Linked DNA regions of Sus scrofa: regions 1 and 3 are each linked to region 2. A link is a contact called in public promoter capture Hi-C data. All regions are on one chromosome and are shown on one strand. The core of a region is the stretch at or near the end of the contact, and the rest is flanking DNA. Distances in the headings are between cores, read along the strand shown. Region 1 holds the start of SLC28A1 (solute carrier family 28 member 1). Region 2 holds the start of NMB (neuromedin B). Region 3 holds the start of ALPK3 (alpha-protein kinase 3).

Evidence for each region. Promoter capture Hi-C pulls out the DNA fragments that hold promoters and counts their contacts.
Region 1: a promoter capture Hi-C map of liver shows a contact between it and region 2, with 2.4 times the contacts expected there. The contact joins the promoter of SLC28A1 here to the promoter of NMB in region 2. A contact is called at or near these places in 1 of 5 promoter capture datasets (liver) and 1 of 2 datasets of contacts at active chromatin or transcription factors (alveolar macrophages).
Region 3: a contact with region 2 is called in a promoter capture Hi-C map of fetal liver, with 2.3 times the contacts expected there. The contact joins the promoter of ALPK3 here to the promoter of NMB in region 2. A contact is called at or near these places in 1 of 5 promoter capture datasets (fetal liver) and 1 of 2 datasets of contacts at active chromatin or transcription factors (alveolar macrophages).

Annotation. Positions count from the first base shown.
Region 1 is chr7:52,651,532-52,654,456 of Sscrofa11.1, reverse strand. SLC28A1 (solute carrier family 28 member 1) reads left to right here and starts at 1,635. Exons shown (of 18, transcript NM_214112.1): 1 at 1,635-1,656; 2 at 2,773-2,884. The coding sequence starts at 2,789.
Region 2 is chr7:52,881,836-52,884,711 of Sscrofa11.1, reverse strand. It overlaps NMB (neuromedin B), which reads right to left and starts at 1,474. Exons shown (of 3, transcript NM_001123145.1): 1 at 1,317-1,474; 2 at 536-708. The coding sequence starts at 1,473.
Region 3 is chr7:52,717,374-52,720,077 of Sscrofa11.1, reverse strand. ALPK3 (alpha-protein kinase 3) reads left to right here and starts at 1,303. Exons shown (of 14, transcript XM_021098900.1): 1 at 1,303-1,551. The coding sequence starts at 1,409.

The DNA of each region.
Region 1 (2,925 bases), core at 386-2,885, 230 kb after region 2:
ATTGTAATCAATCTGGTGTAGTGCGAGCCTCTTTTGTAAAATGAGTAACATAAATGGGTATTTGCTTATGAAAAAAGTCTGGAGAAAAATTCCACAAGCTCAATGGTGGTCATCTCCAGAGGGCTTAGATTAGAGGGATTTTTAACATCCTGTGTTTTGTATATTCCTTTCTTTCTTTTTTTTCGGGGGGGGGGTCTTTGGGGGGCCACATCTGTGGCATATGGAGGTTCCCAGGATAGGGGTCAAAGTGGAGCTGTAGCTGCTGGCCTACACCGCAGCCACAGCAACACAGGATCCTTAACCCACTGAGCAAGGCCAGGGATCAAACCTGTGTCCTGGTGGATGCTAGTCAGATTGGTTTTCACTGAGCCACGACAGGAACGCCATATTTCTATAATGCTTACATGTTTAATGATGCATGTGCAATGCTTTGGTAATCAGAATGCCAAAAACTGCTTTTAAACAGAAGAGGTGCCCTTGCGCTTCATCCATCATGGTCCCCAAACTTCCAAAACAACCAGCCTGTGCTGGTAACTCCGCCTCCGGGTACCAGGAAGTGTTTATGCATTGTAGGGGGTTTTGTCCTGACTGCGTATGATTAATTATTAAAGAGATGTCAATGCTGTCAGATAAGTTTAATGTTTAGTTTGAGGATTGAAACCTGAAAGTGTTTGTCCCTTGACTTTGCACACTGTTGCTTAGGGGTCAGTTTAAAAAAAAATGGAAAAGGGGGGCTAACTGTGATTTTTGCTCTGAAACACTTTTACTGCTTGTGGTACCACACTGCTTTCCTTATCTTCAAGCTCAGGAAAATAGGCTGCTGTTATAATTCATGGTCCAATAAGAAAAGGGAGACTTGGTAAGACGTAAAATGAATGATAAAATACACAATTCAAAAAGCTGAATAGGAGTTCCCGTCGTGGCGCAGTGGTTAACGAATCCGACTAGGAACCATGTGGTTGTGGGTTCGGTCCCTGCCCTTGCTCAGTGGGTTAACGATCCGGCGTTGCCGTGAGCTGTGGTGTAGGTTGCAGACGCGGCTCGGATCCCGCATTGCTGTGGCTTTGGCGTAGGCCGGTGGCTACAGCTCCGATTCAACCCCTAGCCTGGGAACCTCCATATGCCGCGGGAGCGGCCCAAGAAATAGCAACAACAACAATAACAACAACAACAAAAGACAAAAAAAAAAAAAAAAAAAGCTGAATAGCACTGATGGCAGGTGGAAAAGGAGGCCCCAGGAGGAGATATGGGGAGGATGCAAATAATAAAAGAGGGCTTACTGGATGAGGTGAGCCTCTTTGGAAGCAGGAAAGAGAGAAGGGTGTCTCAGATGAAGATGGTAGATTCTGTGACTAAGCAGGAACTCCATGGGCCAGGCTCCAGCGAGGCCAGGGATTGAACCCCACTGTAGTAGAGTGGGGCCTCTTTCCCCTGAGAGAGGCTGGGGTCCCTGCCCTAGCCGTGGCCCTGGGCTCTGGAGAGGATGCTGGACAGAGCCGGGTGAGAGGCCCAGCCTACTCAAACTCTGGACTCTGCCCAGGAATTTGCACTGAAATGAGAAGACAGGCCAAAGTTCAAGCAGGTTGGATCTGATCTGTCCCTGTGGAAATACTCCCTTCCGTCTGTCTGTGAGAGGGACTTGTTGACCACGAATGCGTGAGTAGGAAGAGGAGCCTACTGCTCTCTGTGCAGCTGTGTGTCTGTGTTTGTGTGTGAGCAGGGGTGGCTGGACTTCCCCAGGCTCTGCTGTGTGTGCACTTCCCTGTGTGTCTCTGCTCATGTGTGCGCCTGTGCTCGCCCCTGTGCATGTGCATGTCCTCTAGCATTTGCAGAGGGTTGGTTGCTCCTTGAGGGGAAGAAAAAGAGAGGGGACAGGAGTGGAGAGAGATAGGATCTTAGTTAGGGCTCTTATTTAGCCTTCTAAACTGAGCTTCAGCCAGAAAAAAAAAAAAAAAAAAAAGAGAGAGAGAGAGAGACTTTATTGGCTCGTTTGTTTGTTTGTTTTTGTCTTTTTGTCTTTTTAGGGCTTTAGGGATGCACCCGTGGCATATGGAGGTTCCCAGTCTTGACATCCAATTGGAGCTATAGCTGCCAGCCTACACCACAGCCACAGCAATGCCAGATCTGAGCTGCATCTGCAAGCTACACCACAGCTCATGGCAATGTTGGCTCCTTAACCCACTGAGCAAGGCCAGGGATTGAACCCGCAACCTCATGGATGCTAGTCAGATTCATTTCCACTGAGCCATGATGGGAACTCCTAGATTGGCTCTTGCAATTGAAAAGTTGAGGGACAGGACTGGTTTCAGGTATGGTTGGATCCAGGGACTGGAACGATATCTTCAGGATTTGTCTCTCCATCTTTCAGAGAAGGGAGAGTATAATACAATAAAATGATCACTTAATGGCAATGATTTTAACCTGTTGTGGGGACTGATGAAAGCTAGGTCCTGTCTTCAGGAAAATGCCTGTGTCAGATACATAGACATGATGTACATAATTCCTTCCTTTGCTTCCCTGTGAAATGGAAGGCATTTGCCTTGGTTCTGCTTGGCCTCTCAGGTTCAGAAGTAAGTGCAGGAAGAGGGGCCTTCCTCTGTTGCTAGGGCCTCTGGCCTCCTGAGAGTTGCCCCCTGGGGTGGTAGATGTTGTGTTAGGCTGCTGCTCCTCCCCCACAGCCCCCTCCCTCCCATGCTCCTCCCCTTACCCAGCCCCTCATTGGGTCCTGCCTGGCCTCCCCTTTCAGCCTTGGACCCTGACTCTGTCTTTCAGCTGGAAGGTCTGGCACATGGAGGACAATACACCGAGACAGAGGGACCCCATCTCTCTCACATCAGTGGCCAATGGTTTGGAGAACATGGGGGCCGAGCTGCTGGAAAGCCTGGTCTGTCCCCTCCCCCCATCCTGGTTTGGCCCCTTGACGGG
Region 2 (2,876 bases), core at 225-2,724:
AGAACTGTCCAGCCCAGAAGGTCAAGAGTGCTAGGGTTGAGTGACCTGCCATTGGTCACTGAGGCAGATGAGAGACTGGGAAGGTCTAGACTCTATCTTGGCTGCTGTCTAATTCTCTTCATCCCTTCTCTGGGCCTCAGGGTCCATACAAGCACATACAGGGCACAGCAAAGATAGACAGGTGGGGTGAGGCAAGTCTGCGTAGATTGTGGGGGAGGTGCGGATCCTGCTGCAAAGAAGCTGGATGATCCCAGGCTGTGACTTTAGACTGGGCAATGGGTGAGGAAACATCTTCCCCTACTTTTTGTTCCGTGGGGTTTGCTGGGAAGGTCAGCTTCCTTTCTTGGGAATCCTCTCCCTTTGAGCTCTGGATCACAAGGAGAGCCTGGGATCCCTGACTTTCCTGGGCCTATCACACCCAGGCTGGGCACTCAAACCCTAAGCCCAATGCTGGATATGAGTGGCTGAGCCTCTCCTGGGCCTGAGGTGGGGCGGGGCGCGCGGGGGGTGGGGTGGGGTGGGGTGGCTGGCTCACCGGGGTGTGAGATGCTGGGCCGCTGAGGCTCAAGCCCAGAGCTTTCTTTTGCAGGAGGATCCTGAGCAGATCATGACTCAGCTGCAGTCTCTGGTCCCTCAGAGAGATGTGGTGCGTTGTCCCCAGTAGGGATGGATTGGGGGGCTCCAGACTCTTCTTGCCCATGAAGTGACCTAGAAAGTAGGTACCGAGACACAAGGAAGTCACAAAACAAGGATCCTTCTGCAGTGGGAAAGTTCCCCATCTCTCCCACCTTTCAGTTCTCATGGCAGGAAGATACACAACCTTCCTGCTCCACGATACCAAGAAGCCAGAGACCCTGGGTGGTGGCAACAGGTGGAGGGGGTGTGGAGGAGATGGCACAGCTGGAAGGAGGGTGGAATGGCCCAGGGCCGGAAGAAACTCTGCCAATTGTGCTGCCTGCATAGAAGAGGGACAGGGAGACGGCAGAAGTGGAGAACAAGAGCGGTCTGGGAGGTGAAGATGCAGAGGGGACCCACCAGAGGCTAGAGGATTCAGTGGAAACTTGTCTAAGAGAAGGGGCACAGGCTGGCAGGCAGATCTAGGATCCAGCCCCAGCTCTGCTTTAAACTGGATGAGTGAGTGATCTTAGCCAAGTCACTGACCTGTCTGAGTCTCAAGTTCCCCACTTGTTAGACTAGATGAGTTCCAGGGTCCCCATTAGCCTGGGCACTAGTGTCCCTAGCTGAGGAGAGGCCAGAGATTTTTAAATAGGGTCAGGGCAGGATGGGATGCGCTTGCCTGGTCCCCGAAGACTTACCGGTGGCCCAGAGATTGCCTCGCGGGTGCACTCGGATCTTGCCGGCTCGGCTGCGAGGCTCCGGGAGATCCCAGCTGAGCGGGGCGGCGCCGGCAGCGAGCAGAGTGAAGAACAGGAGGCCGCCCAGCAGCCGAGCGCCCCTAGCCCGCAGGGTCATGGCTGGGCCCCGGCCGCAACCTCTGCTCAGGTGCACTTGGCCGCAGCTCCAGTCCTTGGTGCGCGCCTTCCCTCCTTTTAAACCCGCGCTCCTGGAGGCGGAGCCTGCTCCGAAGGAACCCGCCCCTGGAGCGCCGGATGCCGCCCCTTCCCCGCCCTCCCCGAAGCCCTTGGGCAGGGGTGCAGGTCTGGGGCCCCTCCACCGCCCGCCGGTCCGCACCGCTGCCCCCATGTGGGCACTGCTGCCTCGGGCGTTCCGACCCAAGCCCACCACCTTAAACTGAGGAGCTGGCCCCGCCCTTCCTCGCCACTCCCAGTGGTTCTTGGCTTTTCAGTAAAATGGTTACTTTCTCTCTCTCAGGGTAGAAATAGGGGTAAGGACGCCTCCTCCCATGTAACAGGCGTTACGGTGCCCAGCAAAGTGCCAGGCACCAAAGGAGCTCCATAAAATGCCTGTCAGCTTTCCCTCCCGGGGAATCTGACCGTGTTCACCCGGTCTCTGCTCTCTCACAGCCAGCACTCACCAGGTCTCTGCAAATCACTGCAGGTGCTCGGGATGCGCATGCAGAATGATGGATGGCGGGGGTCCTCCCGACCCAAGCCCTGCTCGGGGGAACTCGGCCCATCAGTTGGCCAGGAGGCAGATTTCTGGGTCAGGGGAGTGAAGAGCACTAAGCCAGGAGTCCGTATACAAAGATCTGTGACCTCTTTGACCCTCACCTTCTTCAATTGTAAAATGGGAATAGCCACAGTGTCCTATTTTTTAATAAATTGACATTTTGTAGCCCAATTATTTTGTGGCAGGAAGCAACAGACCTATAGGACTCTCTCACATTCAGCACCCTCCTCCTCCCAGGGAGCTCTCCAGACTTGTCTTGGAAAGAACTTTTAGGTCAGTGGCAACACTTAATGAATAGGAGAAGATGCACTTGATGTTCCAGAATAATGCACTTGCTTTTGCTTGAATGGTTACTAAACACCAAAGTTCAGGGCACTATGCTAGGGGAGACAAGAGTTTACCATCTCATTGGAGAGACAGTACAAAAGGAGTGAATGGTGGAGGAAGGATATGGACCAACTCCTGGGCTCTCGACTCTTCTCAGAAACACTTTGGTGTGGCAGGGACAGAACCTACTCCCCAGTCTGGCTCGATAATGGTATTACTATTATTACTCTTGCATATCCAGCTCAATAAGGCCTGCTAGCTCTGTGGATCACCATCTTAAAAGGGGAAGCGTGTTGGAGAAGCTGGTTGTCATGCTGAGCTCCCAGAAGCTCAGGACAAGCATACTTCATTTCCAGCCCAGGCTTTTTTCCCAATCTCCTTCTTCTCATCTCCCACCTTGGCATTTACACCTCTCTGTATTCTTGTCACTGCTTAGCCATGGTGTACAGATATAGCTC
Region 3 (2,704 bases), core at 54-2,553, 160 kb after region 2:
GGCCGCACCTTCGGCATATGGAAGTTCCCAGGCTAGGGCTTGAATCAGAGCTACAGCTGCCAGCCTAACCACAGCCACAGCAATATGGGATCCAAGGTGTGTCTGCAACCTACACCACAGCTCATGGCAATGCCAGATCCTTAACCCACTGAGCGAGGCCAGGGATCGAACCCTCATCCTCATGGATACTAGTGGGGCTCGTTAATGCTGAGCCACTGCAGGAACTTCCTGCTCCAACTTCCTAATGATTAAAATCATCCATCTCTAGGTACTTTCTGGATGCTCTCAAGGATGTAGGAGAAGATTAAACCAACTTGGACACTCCCAATATTTAGTACCATATTTAGATAGTGCTTAGAATTTTGCTCTCAGAAACTATTGAATGATTAAATTATTTTTCTGGGCGTTAGGACTCAGCCCATTTCCCCTTTGGGTGCTGGGGAAAGGAGGCTGAAAAGGGTGGCAAAGGAGGTTCAATAATTCTAGAATTGTTCGCTGAAGCCCTGATCTATGCTAGATAATGGAGAGGAACACAGAGGTACCCAGAGGAAATCTGGCCTCCTAGGAACCGAGGTCACTTATGGAGGTATATGAGTTTGAGTTTGTCTAAGTGCTGGACCAACAGCCACTGGCAAGGCCAGGGGCAGTCAGGTCTGCTGCCAGGAAGAGGGGCGAGTCCCTGGCTCCCTTGTCTCCCATTGGATCCAGCCCAAGCTCCTAGCGGCTCTTTGCCCCCTTGGTGCCTTTCTCCAGGCCTCAAACGCCCCGCGCAGCTCCTTGGATACTTCCTTTTTTATTTAAGATTTTTATTTTTTTCTATTACAGTTGATTCACAATGTGCCTTGGGTCCTTCGGCACCCTCCGCTTGGCCAAGGCCGCACAGCCGGAGCTTCCACACCTTCAAAACGGGGCGCGGGCAGGGCAGGGCAGGGAGGTGACTAGGGAGCTAGGGTCCTAGGGACCTGTTAGGGGCACGTACTGGGTCCCTTTCTAGAGTCGCACCCCACCCCCACCCTTTCCCCTTCGGCTCAGAGAGGGTCGGACGCCGCCGCTGCTGAGGCAGAGGCGCGCGCGAAGCGGGAGCACACCGCCGCCAAGGAGGCGCACGGTGGGAGAGCTGTACACCCGACGGGCGGTCGGCTGAGGGAAGAAACCAGAGACCCGGAGTCGGCCCCTCGGGCAAGGCCTGGCGGGGCCTCCGCGCCCCGGCGCCCCCCGGCGCCTGGGAGGCCGCGGTGGCCGGGCCGGGGGAGGGACAGCAGCAGGTGACGACGGCCGGGCCCCGGGGCTATAAATAGGGGCGCGCGTCAGCCGCGGGAGGGGGAGCGGCGGCCAGCGGCGTGGAGCCGGGCGGGCAGAGGCCTGGAGAGCGGGCGGGAGCCGACGGCGAGTGCGGGCCGGCGGCAGCATGGGGTCGCGGAGGGTGTCCAGCCGGGGCTGGGGCTCGGGCGGACGGGCCGGGGCGGGGGACGACGGCGAGGACGACGGGCCCGTGTGGATCCCCAGCCCCGCCAGCCGCAGCTACCTGCTCAGCGTGCGGCCCGAGACCAGGTGAGTCGCGCTCGGGGGGGGGCCGGGCCGGCGTCGGGCGGGCAGAGGCCTCGAGTGAGGCCCTCGGATGGGCCCCCCGCGCTGACTGGAGGCCCGAGGCCCGGGTCACGGCCAGGCCGGGCCCGCTCCCCTGCCCTCTCAGGGCCCGTGAACCTCGGGCCTCTGGCCAGGAGAGGCTCAGGGGACGAGAGGGGCCCTAGTTCGGGGTGATTTCACGGGGGCCCCCCGAAGGCTCTCCTTATCTGCGCTCCCTTGCTCCCGCCCCGCCGCCCCCACCGCCGGTACTCCCGGGCTTCAGATTCCACAGTTTGCGATAAGGAAGGCAGGGGAGGCCGAAATTCCTCGGGGCTGGCAGGGAGGGGGTGGGCGAGCAGCAGGGAGGCAGGAGGGGACGCCAGGGCCACTGCCCTGGGGTGGGGGGCTGTTTGGCTTGGGATTCGCCAGGAGGAAATAAACTGCAAAGACGGTTTTCCCTCTGGGCCCAGAACCCTGGTCTTCCCCAGGATCCTGGTGGGGGCTGTTGAGGTGAAGGGGTGGCTTGCTGGTTGGTCCTGCCTGAAGATTCAGAGGTTGTGGCTCTGAGGAAGCCAAGTGCCCTGCCCAGTTGGGGGCAATGGGATGCCAAGGGAAGAGGCTGAACTGATGAACCCTTTACTCCCCTTCCAAGAGTTAATTAAAGAGGTGTGGATGCTTTGTTTTAGGAGCTCGGCTACCTACAGATGTAAGGACACAGACAATAGAGAGGCATTTTGGCACTCAAAGGCACACTGGCCCATGGGGACACGTGCATTGCCTTGGAGACGGATACTTCCTGCCCCCTCTCGGCCACTCCGTCTCCCTCCACCACTGGAGCCTACTCCTCAGGGAATTGTGATGGCTAGCTTTTGTGGTTGTGTCACAGCCCCAGCACTTGGCTTGTCGTAGGTTAGACCGAAAACAGCCACTCCTCTGAGAAGCTGTCCAGAGACCTCTTGTCCTCCGTTCTTAAAACAGCACAAAAACAGACATCAAGGACATTCAGGAAAAGTCCCAGGCACTTCCTCGTGGATTGGCTGAGTTCTGTTGACCTTGGAGTTGGAAAAGTTCAAATGTAACCGGAACCGGTTTCAGCATAAAACTCGTCAAATGGTGTCACATGTCTAGGACAGGGCTG